Linked DNA regions of Sus scrofa: region 1 is linked to region 2. Evidence: chromatin contacts called from public promoter capture Hi-C data. All regions are on one chromosome and are shown on one strand. Each heading gives the region's core, a stretch centred on a gene start, on an enhancer-like site or on the middle of the called end of the contact. The rest is flanking DNA. Distances are from core to core; before and after follow the strand shown. Region 1 has its middle 24 kb from the start of CASP8. Region 2 holds the start of CASP10 (caspase 10).

Region 1 (5,801 bases), core at 1,674-4,173, 44 kb after region 2:
TTTTTTTTTGTCTTTTTGTCTTTTTAGGGCCGCACTTGCAGCATATGGAGGTTCCCAGGCTAGGGGTTGAATCACAGCTACAGCTGCCGGTCTACACCACAGCCACAACTACGTGGGATCCAAGTTGCAACCTACACCAAAGCTCATGGCAACACTGGATCCTTAACCCACTGAGCAAGGCCAGGGATCGAACCCACAACCTCATGGTTCCTAGTCGGGTTCATTAACCATTGAGCCATGACGGGAACTCTGGAACCATTTTGAATTTAGCATTCTCAGTTTACCAGTCTTCTACTCTCTCTCTTATTGTTTCTTTTGGTTCCATGTGTAAATGTACTTGTCTCCTTCCTTTCATCATAAACAGCATTGAAAAATTCCTAGTTTCTTTATTTGGAAAATACAATACAAAGAGGTGGTAAACAATTCAAACACTACAAAAGGATACACGGGGAAAAGTAAGTTTCACATTAACTCCTGTCCCACAAGCCCCCCATTCCTTCCATAGGGATAATTATTATTTCCAATGTTTTAAATATTCTTCCAGAGATGTTTTATTCTTATAGAAACATATATGTATCTGTGTCCTTGCCTCATTTACCCCATTCCCAAATGTTAGCAGATTGTTCCACACTTCACATTTCAAAGTTAACATATCTTGGAGGCTGTTCTTTTTTTAATTTTTCCCCTAGGGCCGCTCCAGGCTAGGGGTCTAATCAGAGCTACAGCTGCTGGCCTACGCCACAGCCACAGCAACACTAGATCCAGCTGTGTCTGTGACCTACACCACAGCTCACAGCAACACGAGATCCTTAACCCACTGAGCCAGGCCAGGGATTGAACGCACAACCTCATGGTTCCTAGTCAGATTCGTTGACCACTGAGCTGCCATGGGAATGCCTCTTGGAGGCTATTCTATATCAGAACTTATAGGTCTCCATGGTCCTTCGCAGGACTGACTATTCCATTGCGTGTGTGTGTGTGTGTGTGTGTGTGTGTGTGTGTGTCTGAATCATTTTGCTGTACTCCTGAAATGAACACAACATTGTAAATCAACTGACTTCAATTTGCAAAAAGATAGGCAATGAAGTGTGGGGAGATGAAAAAGTCTGGAGATAGACGGTAGTGATGGTTGCACAACAGTGTTCAGGTACTTACTGCCATCGACCTGTACATTTTAAAATGGTTTAAATGGTAAATTTTATGTCACGTATATTTTACCCCAATAAAAGAGACAGGCAATAAATGAAGAGGAAATATTTGCTCTGTAAGTGACTAAGGATGAAGGTCTCTACGAAAATTTGTGAAATGAAACTCACTTTTAGGAATGAACTGAGGAGAAATTTCTATGAATCAGAAAGAAACAAAAAGCTCAATTGCACGCGATGAAAAGTTGGAATCTTGCCAATCTACGGGATTGGGATAAGAAAGATTTACTAAACAGGAGTTCCCATCGTGGCTCAGTGGTTAACGAATCCGACTAGAAACCATGAGGTTGCGGGTTTGATCCCTGGCCTTGCTCAGTGGGTTAAGGATCCGGCATTGCCGTGAGCTGTGGTGTAGGTCACAGACTCGGCTCGGATCCTGCATTGCTGTGGCTCTGGTGTTGGCCGGTGGCTACAGCTCTGATTCGACCCCTAGCCTGGGAACCTCCATATGCCGCGGGAAGCAGCCCTAGAAAAGCCAAAAAAAAAAGAAAGATTTACTAAACAAAAACGTACTTTTGTTAACCTCACTCTCCATGATCGTAAGTTCTAAGTTAGCTACAGCTAAGTCAATAGTTTTATGTTGCAGTTAAAATTCTATTTACAGATTTGATGTACGAATGAAATATTTTAGCAATATTTTCTTTTTTGTGATTAAAAATGCACGTGCATCATTATCATGAAAAAAATTCGACTGCAAAATGAATAAAGGATGTGAACCAGTATTTCATAGAGGAAATAAAAATGAATATTGAAGTTATGGAACTTTAAAATCTTAGTAATAGCATAAACAAACCAAAACTGCTCAGATTAATACAAGTTAATGAAAAAAAGATTGGAAAGGATGTGGTGAAATGGGCCCTTTTATGGGCTATTGTTGGAAATATAAATTGGTTTAGGAAAAGAAATTTTACCACATCTCTCAAATATTTAATTACACAATTCTATGACAGATGAATTCATTCTTCTAGAATTTTTCCCCAGAAATAATCATGTTCACAAACACATGTTCAGTACCACACAGTGACTGGAACCTACCCCCAAACTACCCAAACTGGAAACTATTCCTTACATAGAGGAGTGGCTAAGTAAACTGCACAAGTATGCACGGGTATAGTGGGCATAAATTACAAGAATTAATTGAGATTATATTACAGACCTGGAATGATGCCCATTCTACTACCTTGAGCAGTTAAAAAAAAAAAAAAAGGCAGGCTATAATATATATATTCAATTAGGGATCAGTCAGAGATGGAAACCGTACCTGTCATTTAATTTGAAAGGGAAAACTTAATACGAATGATTAATTAGCAAAAGAAGGTTAATTACTCAAGGTTAAAGTTCTCCAGGGCTGAGGGAGAATCAGGGAAGGAAGAATCTGGAAGACTCCTCTTGCTCTTAAGGTTGTGACTCAGAACTGGTTGAAGCTGTTGCTGCGACCACTGACAATATAAAGAAGTTCCCTGGAGGTGGGGTGAGCATGGGGGGTGTGTGTGTGTGTGTGTGTGTGTGTGTGTGCGCGCGCGCGCGCGCGCGTGCATAGGGTGTGTGTGTGTGTGTGTGTGTGTGTGTGTGTGTGTGTGTGTAGGGGGGCAGAGCTTGTCTGCGGTTGGCAAGCGGGGCCGATGAACAAGGGGCTGCTCACTGGGTGCTGACACGGTGCTCGAGTGGGCACCACGGTGTCTTCCGTGCCTGGCGGAAGGCAGGGAGAGGTGCCGCCTAAACAAACCAGGAAGAGAATGCTCCGGGCTCTTGCTTGCCTGTCCCTTCAGCGCCCTCTACCTGCAAAATCCAAAATTGTGCCAGTGGGCACAGGAGGTGTTTTCTAGGTTTAGTTACAGTATCACCAAGCAGGACTCAGAACAGTGGATTTGAGCTGGGAGGCAATACCTTGATCGATTCTGGCACAGTATTTGGATCCTGCTTTTGCACTCAAATTGTATATGTAACATAATATGTGCAGAGATGTTATAATATTTGCTTACACTTGTTATATATTTACTCTGTGTGTGCCGGGAGCTGTTGTAAATATTTCGCAAGTATTTGATTGTCGTAGTGATAGGGATAGAGTAGGATGGTTACACAAGTAGTTGTAGAAATTCCTTTAGGGAACCATAGATTGAGAGGGAAACCTAGGGAACTTTGGAGAGACCACTGTAAGTTAATACTCGCTTGAGAAAGCCATCAGAATGTCATGGAATGAAGCAGCCTTGCTTAACGATAAACTCATAGGTAAAAATATGAAATACATCCTTGTAGCTTATTTTATACCCAATAGTTTGTATCTCTTACTCCTCTATCCCTACGTTGCCCACCCCCCTCCCCTCCGCAACAGACCTCAAGAAAAAAAAAAAAAGAAAAAAAAAACTAGCACATTTATAATAAAATGAGAAAACAACAAAGCAAAACAAAACAAAATAAGTGAAAATATGAGCGATGCCTCAGGTCATTAAGTGAAAGATAAAATGAGGCCTGCATTCAAGTTCAGCAGGATAATGATCCTTAGGACCCAAGACAGGAATTTAAGGGAAAGATGATATTCCAGAGTAGGAGACCCTCCTTATATGGAAACCTTAGATGATTCAACATATTTTAGCTTATGTTACCACCCTTCTGTTGATTTGAATAAGCACCGTGGAGGTCCTAGTTTGACCTGATAGGGTCAAATGCTCTCTCCACCAGTACAAAGGAGGAGATAAAGATGTAAGCAGGACATCTACTCCAAGAACGAGGAAGAAGGCAGTCTTTTCCCCTTCCCCACTTTCCTTCCCTGATAGAAATATAGCCACCTAATTCTTGGGCCAGAGTCTCCTCAGCTGCCTGCTGGTATCTCTCACAAACATCCTATCTTAATAAATCTATTTCTTGCCTCTCACGTGGTCTCTGGCTGAGTTCCTTCTGGGCGGGGACACCAAGAACCTGAGCTTTAGTAAGTCCAGACACCAGATGAGTGATTCTAATTGAAAAACACTGTGGGTTCAAGTCCCAATCTGGGTTTTCGCTGGGTTCGAGTCAGAGGTGTTTCGTTTTCGATAGTAACCCTCAACTGCAGGAGGTGTTACAGTCTCTACTCTCTGAATAAGGAAACTAAAGCACCAAGCTGTTAAATAACGTGCCCAAGGGCACACAGCCAGCAAGTGGCAGAGCAAGAGTCACAATGGCTTTACGTGCACTGAAAAAAGACGGAAAGAATAAAGGTATTAACTGTGATGACCTCTCAAGTTGACACCAAAGAGGCCATAGAGAAGTTTCTACTTTTTAATCAATGCTTTAAATAAATAAATACAGTGATAAAACGACTGCTTTTTTTTTTTTTTTTTTGTATCTGTGGATGGGATTTTTTTTTTTTTTTTTTTGTCTTTTTTGTTGTTGTTGTTGTTGCTATTTCTTGGGCCGCTCCCGAGGCATATGGAGGTTCCCAGGCTAGGGGTTGAATCAGAGCTGTAGCCACCGGCCACACCACAGCCACAGCAATGCAGGATCCGAGCCGCGTCTGCAACCTACACCACAGCTCACGGCAACGCCGGATCGTTAACCCACTGAGCAAGGGCAGGGATCAAACCCGCAACCTCATGGTTCCTAGTCGGATTCGTTAACCACTGCGCCACGACGGGAACTCCGGATTTTTTTTTTTTTTTTTGAGGGGAGGTGTTTTATTTTTCAAAGAAGTAAAACTAATAAGGAACAACTCCCCATGCCAAGCAGTAAGAAACAAGTGACCCAGGAGATGGGCAGGCATTGCCAGGAGCAGGAGCAGGAGAGGGTTTCTGGAGGGAGTGGCCTGATCGAAGGTTAGGAACAGGTTGAGTCACATGCAGCGAGCCCTGGTTTCTGGTTCACCTCACGTCTGGTCTGATCTGTGGCCAGGCTTCCTGCCTGCCCTCCCCACCCCAGCAGCTTGCAGAGAAGGTGGCTAATGGCTGCTTTCGGGAATTAGCATTTATGGGACACTCATAGATACTCTATGTAAGCACCACCTGTGTTGATTTACTCGTTCCCCAGAGCAACCTTATCAGGTAGTCATTGTTTTTGCTTTTTAGGGCCACACATGCAGCACATGGAAGTTCTCAGGCTAGGGGTTAAATCGCAACTACAGCTGTGAGCCTACACCACAACCACAGCAATGCAAGATCTAAGCCACATCGGTGACCCACACCACAGCTTGCGGCAATGCTGGATCCTTAACCCACTGAGCAGCGCCAGGGATCAAACCCACATCCTCACAGATACTAGTCGAGTTCATTCCTGCTGAGCCACAGTGGGCACTCACAGGTAGTCATTTTTATCTCTCTTTCCCACAGGAGAAGACTGAGGGTCGGGGAAGCAAAGGAAGTTATCCAGATCCTCAGCGAGAGGCAGAGCTGAATGCAGAGCTGTCTGATCCCAAGTCCAGGCTCCCAGCTGCCTGCTTCTGGAAGGCTGACCCTTGTGTCTGATCAGCAACTTTAGATCCTTCCCCAGAGACTGAGGGCTATAGGTCAAGGTGTTAGTAAAGGGAGAGCCAGGCTAGAGGTGCTGACATTGGTGTTCAAGGGCCCTAGTCTCAGATTTCCCATCGTGGCGCAGTGGAACTGAATCCAACTAGGAGTCATGAGGTTT
Region 2 (5,826 bases), core at 1,711-4,210:
GCTCTTCTAGCTCGTGTGCTCATCTTCCCCATCACTTGCGTCCATTCTTCACGAGTTTTTACTTTGCGGTTGGTGAACTTGGACAGGTTTTGATTGGCTCTTGATGTGGGCCAGTTGGACAGGTTTTGATTGGCCCTTGATGTGGGCCAGTTGACTGCAACCAATAGGAAAGAGGCATAAGAAATGTTTATTCTTTCCACTACAATCTACTCACCATCAGCATGCCCTCAGTAACCGCATTCTGATGGGAAGAAGTATAAAATGCCAAATACAAACAAGATGGCATACAGTCGCCACTCTGAAACATGATTCAAGTGTTTCCCTTGAGTGCAAGCAGTACTAGGATCAAAGTTTAAATTTTACTTCAGATGTCTTTATTCTACTTCTGTCTTCATAGCTTAGCTCAGATACCTCCTCCTCCAAGACATCCTGATCTGGATTCATTCCATCCTCCTTGGGGCTCCGGTAGCACTTATGCGGACCCCATTACAGCACCGCACCACCCAATAGTTACAGGGATTAGATTACCTCCTATGGAGTTCTAGGCAATAATAGCCTTGGGATCGAGAACATGGGATTTGAAGTTAGAGAGACCTAGGTTTCAGTCCTGAATTCCCGACTCTTCCTAGGGTTGGGATGATGGCAAGATAATTTTCTTTTCCGAATTTTGATCTCCTCATCTACTGGATATGGATAATAGCACTAACATGAGAGAGTTCAGGAGAGAAAAAGAGGTCAAGAAATGGTATTCATTCTCATTATTATGGAAGGCAGACCCTTGGTTTATTCACTTTTGCTTTCCAGTTGTGTCCAATTCAGCGCTTTATACCTAGGAAGAGCTCGATAAATATTTAATATTACTGAACAAAAAAGTTGAAAAAGCTAATGTAGTTTATGAACAGGGTGAGGGATGATAATTTCATCAAGTTGCCTCCCCAGGTGGTCTGGGGAATGAAACATAAATAATAGAATAAATGAAGAGATGATCGAGATGTAGAGCTTGTCTATCTTATTGTTATCTTTCAAAAAAAAATAGTGGGAAAACATGCATAACATGAATTTCCCATTTTAACCATTTTCATGAGTACACTTCAGTAGCGCTACTAATATACTCACATTGTTGTGCAACCATTGCCACTCAGGCTTGTTTTTCTGAAACACAGACATTTTTAGCTGATGCCTTGGATATGGAAATTACACTTTAATACATTTGTTAATAAAGTATCATTAATCTTTCTCTTTGTTTCACCCATAGAACCGCCTTCGGAGATAAATGTACTTCTTTCCAGAGCTCTGTGCATTTGAATTAGCTGAATTATGGTGTACTGACTTAAAGCCAAACATACTGGTTTAAATCTTGGCTCTCCCACTAGCTCACCACGTGACGGTGTACAAAATATTAAGCATTTTTGTGTCTTAATTTTCATGTTTTAAAAGAGGGGTCATAGTCATACTATTTATTTTATTTTATTGGTAGTTAAGCATTTACTGGGTATCCATTATATACTATACTTCAAACTTTTGAAGTTTACCAAGAAGCAAAACAAACATTTCTAACCCTCAAAGACAACCTCATTGTGGAAGTAATATGAGTGTATAATTCAACTTATGGCAAATTCCAAAGCAACATTCTGACCCACAGAATGAATTTACTTAAATTTAGACAAGTTTGGGAATATTCATTCTACCCTTCCCACAATTACAGAAGAAAAGGCATTTCATATTACATCTTGACAAAAGGAAAGAAAGAAGTGTTGTGGTTTTTTTTTGGTCTTTTTGCCTTTTCTAGGGCTGCTTCTGCTGCATATGGAGGTTCCCAGGCTAGGGGTCTAATCGAAGCTGTAGCCGCCGGCCTACACCACAGCCACAGCAACGCCAGATCTGAGCCGCATCTGCGACCTACACCACAGCTCATGGTAATGCCGGATCCTTAACCCACTGAGCAAGGCCAGGGATTGAACCCGCAACTTCATGGTTCCTAGTCGGATTCGTTAACCACTGAGCCACGACGGGAACTTCCAAGAAATGATTATTTTTAAATAGTATTTATTTTAGAGGGTTGTTGGGATGATTTAAATGAGTCAATATTACCTGGCATATGGTAGTTGGGATACAAGTGTTAGGTGTTGCTTTTATTATATAGTTTATTTATTTATTGGCTTTTTAGGGCCGCACCTGCGGCATATGGAGGTTCCCAGGCTAGGGGTCCAATTGGAGCTACAGCACCGGCCTATCCCGCTGCCACAGCAGCACCAGACCTGAGCCACTTCTGTGACGTACACCATAGCTCATGGCAACGCTGGATCGTTTAACCCACTAATAGAGGCCAGGGATCAAACTTGCCTCCTCATGGACTAGTCAGGCTCGTTACCACTAAGCCACAATGGGAACTTCCATATAGTGTCTTGTTATTCAATGTAAAATCTTTTTCTGCCGGGTTGAATGTGCGAGGAGGGCAGAGCCTTCACCAGTTTCGTCTACTGGTAACTGAGTTCCTTGCAAATACTTCCCAATGGGCTTTTAGGTCTAGTTCCCCTCCTTTTTATTTTTGCCTTATTCTTTTTTTTTTTTTTTTTTTTGCCTTAAATTTGTTTGTTTATTCGCACGTAGACTTATTTGAGAAAGGGTTAAGATGGCTGACTACTGTTTCATGAGCTTTTTGAGTTTCATTTTAAAGGTTAGTTTGGGGAGTTCCCGTCCTGGAAATGCACCTCCGATTCCTCCTGGAATGTGCACTTCCTCCATTTCCTCCTGCAACGTGCATTTCCTCCTGCAACGTGCATTTCCTCCTGGAACGTGCATTTCCTCCGATTCATCTGTTGGTCTTGCATCTGCCTCTAGGAGGCGCCGTTTGTCAGCATTATCCTAACCCCACGAAAGGGGAGGAGGCAAGAAGAGTGATTGAAAGATGATGTCAGCAGGAGCTAAGTATAAGTTACCGAAACTCAGAGACAGTTTCACTTGCCTGGGCTGCACCAAGTTGAGTTCCCTTCCTGAACAAATGGGAGCTTCCTTGGAACGTGGAGGACGCAGAGGATTATAATTGTTTTCAAGGTGTGTTTCCAGGAAATTTCCCTGAGAACTTTAACCTCCAGAAGATCAGTGGAATTTGATCTGAAGGTATGTAATTAATACCTTTTTCTTGCTGGGGTCTTAAACTCCAGGCTTTGCCCTCGCTATGTGTCTCGGAAACTTGGAAAAACTCACGCTTGCCAGCAACGGCACTGTTCTGTCTGGATTTATTAGCCAACCCAGGAAAAAAGAAAGTTTAAAAATCCCCAGGAAGGCTCCAACATAGCCCTTTTCTGGTAGAAATATGCTAGTCTATAAATGGAGACAAAGTCGGGTAGACTCACCAAAGCTAAAGATCAGAATCTTTAGGAAACTGCGAGACAAATGTACCATGTTAGATTAAGATGTCTCGTAGAATAAGATGTCTCCAAGAATCCAGTCATTTGGTTTCTAGTATGACAGAGCTATTAGCAAGGAAGACCCCATGGATGATCACATTAAAAATGACATGGGGGGGGTTCTTTTTCTAACAATTAAAGTAATAGCGAAATAATTGCGTAAAATTTGAGAAAACAGACAGGAGCCCAGAAGAAAATTTATATTATCTGTAATTATACCACCTTCATATAACCACTCTTTGTTATTGATGTTTGGGGGGGGGGTGTTTGTTTTTTGGGTTTTTTTTTTTTTTCCTTTTTTCTTTTTAGGGCCGCACCCACAGCATATGGAGGTTCTCAGGCTCGGGATGGAATCGGAGCTGTAGCTGTCAGCCTACACCACAGCTGAAGCAACACAGGATCTAAGCCGCTTCTGTGACCTACACCATAGCTCACGGCAATGCCAGATCCTTAACCCACTGATCGAGACCAGGGATTGAACCCAAGTCCTCATGGATATGAGTTAGATTCGTTTCCGCTGCACCACAGTGGGAACTCCTGTTTTTTGTCTTTGCTATGTTCTCCTTCCTTTAGAGAGTAATTTCTTATTTCTAAACAGCCTAGTCTTGTACAGAGAACATACACTTCACGTCCTCAAAAAATGAGTAATTACACTGAAATTTTCTTTTTTTTTTTTTTTTTTTTTTTTGCAATTTATCGTTCCTCTGATTAGAATGAAATTTCATGTAGAAAGACCATAAGTTTATGAACCGGTCAGGCGGGTTAGTTTGTGACTTCCTGCCTAGTCTGTTGTCTGAAACCACTCACTCTTTCTAGGGTCTAGGATTCTAGCTTTTCTTTCTGTGAAATCAGTAAAGCCTTGCCCTGTTATGGTGGTAATGTTATCCTGTTGGCCTTGGGTTGGTAGACATTTCTGGAAGTAAACCCCTCCAGATTACTTTGTTTCTCAAACGTAACACTGCTCTTTCTGCAGGTGGGTGGGAATGAATTAAGAGCTCCCTTTCTTGTGACTACTTTCCACTCAGGACATTTTGATTTGGGAGAACTCAGGGTCACTTGAGTTCCAGTAAAAGCTCTCTTTCAGACCACCTACAGGCCAGGGTTGGGGTCACGTTTTCTGGACTAGAGGTTTTTGAAATGACCTCGCAGTGATTTTCATTTTTCAGCACTTCTAGAAAAGTCTAAGGCCTGGAACAGAGGCGACCAGGACGGAGGAAGGGCCTGGGACGTTGGGGTGCCCCGTCTCCTTAGTCTCTAACCCACGGCCCCCACCTGCTGTCTCAGGCCGGCCATGACAGCGCAAGGCCAAAGTCTGAGTTCAGATGATTACTGTCAAATGGACTTTCGAGGGAAGCTTCTGATTATAGATTCGAACCTCGGAGATCAAGATGTGGAGCGCTTGAAGTTTCTCTGCCGAGACCACATCTCCTCCAGGAGCCTGGAGAGGTCCAACTCGGCCGTGGATATTTTTGATCAGCTGATGACAGAGGAGCTGCTGAGTGAAGAAGACACTTTCTTCCTAGCGGAGCTTCTGTACACCATCAAGCAGAATTCCCTGCTAAGGCACCTCCACTACACCAAGGAGCAGGTGGCATGCTTGCTGCCCACCCGCCGGAAGGTCTCCCTGTTCAGGTGATCAACACTGCTGGGCCGCTGGGCTTTTAAAAGGAGGCTGTGGGAGTTCCCATCATGGTGCAGCGGAAACAAATCCGACTAGGAACCATGAGGTTGCGGGTTCGATCCCTGGCCTCTCTCAGTGGGTTAAGGATCCAGCGTCGCCACAGTCACAGATGCGGCTCGGATCTGGTGTTTCTGTGGCTGTGGTGTAGGCTGCCAGCTACAGCTCCAATTTGATCCCTAGCCTGGGAGACCTAACATATGCAGTAGGTATGGCCCTAAAAAAAAAAAAAAAAAAAGGAATTAATTTTTAAGATTTCTTTTTCCTTATCTACTTCCTTGGATGGTGGATTCTAGCTCAGGAGCTAATGAGAAGGGAGGCCAGGAGGTTAGCAAAGCTTTAAAACCCTTTGGGCCTGGGGATGCCTTCCTTTTGTTTTACTTCTCACTGAGGGGGAAGCATCCCCCCTTCCCCCCCACCCCCGTCCCGGCAGGCAGGCCCATCCCTTCCTCTGCGGCAGCCTGCAGGCTCTCAGGCTATCCTTCCTCCTGTGAGTCACTTTTCTATTTGCCTCTCCCCAGCCATCTGAGAAGAGAGCAATGCATACTTGGAGCCAAAGTAGCCAAATAAAAAAGGAGCTGTGTCTGTAGGGTAGGGAGGGACGTCCTTTATGCCCTGTCCAGTTACATTTTGGGGTGAAACCCAGAGAGGTAAAATAGAGACATCAGACCTCAGACAACACTGTTTTAAATTGTCCGCTGACATAGTATCTGCATCAGACAACCTCACAAGGAGGGG

Evidence for each region. Promoter capture Hi-C pulls out the DNA fragments that hold promoters and counts their contacts.
Region 1: a contact with region 2 is called in a promoter capture Hi-C map of liver, with 8 times the contacts expected there. The contact joins the enhancer-like site here to the promoter of CASP10 in region 2. A contact is called at or near these places in 2 of 5 promoter capture datasets (fetal liver and liver), 15 of 47 Hi-C or Micro-C datasets (alveolar macrophages, embryonic fibroblasts, epiblast stem cells and 6 more) and 2 of 2 datasets of contacts at active chromatin or transcription factors (alveolar macrophages and skeletal muscle).

The regions. Positions count from the first base shown.
Region 1 is chr15:104,899,513-104,905,313 of Sscrofa11.1, forward strand. No RefSeq gene overlaps it. Among named protein-coding and RNA genes, the nearest start is that of CASP8, 24 kb to the right of the region's middle. Within about 2 kb of position 2,924, at least 47 of the 83 cell types and tissues checked have an H3K27ac peak or open chromatin away from gene starts, as enhancers often do. A contact at or near this core is called in alveolar macrophages, fetal liver, liver and 3 more, where this site is marked.
Region 2 is chr15:104,855,141-104,860,966 of Sscrofa11.1, forward strand. It overlaps CASP10 (caspase 10), which reads left to right and starts at 2,961. Exons shown (of 12, transcript NM_001161640.1): 1 at 2,961-3,120; 2 at 4,577-5,042. The coding sequence starts at 4,702.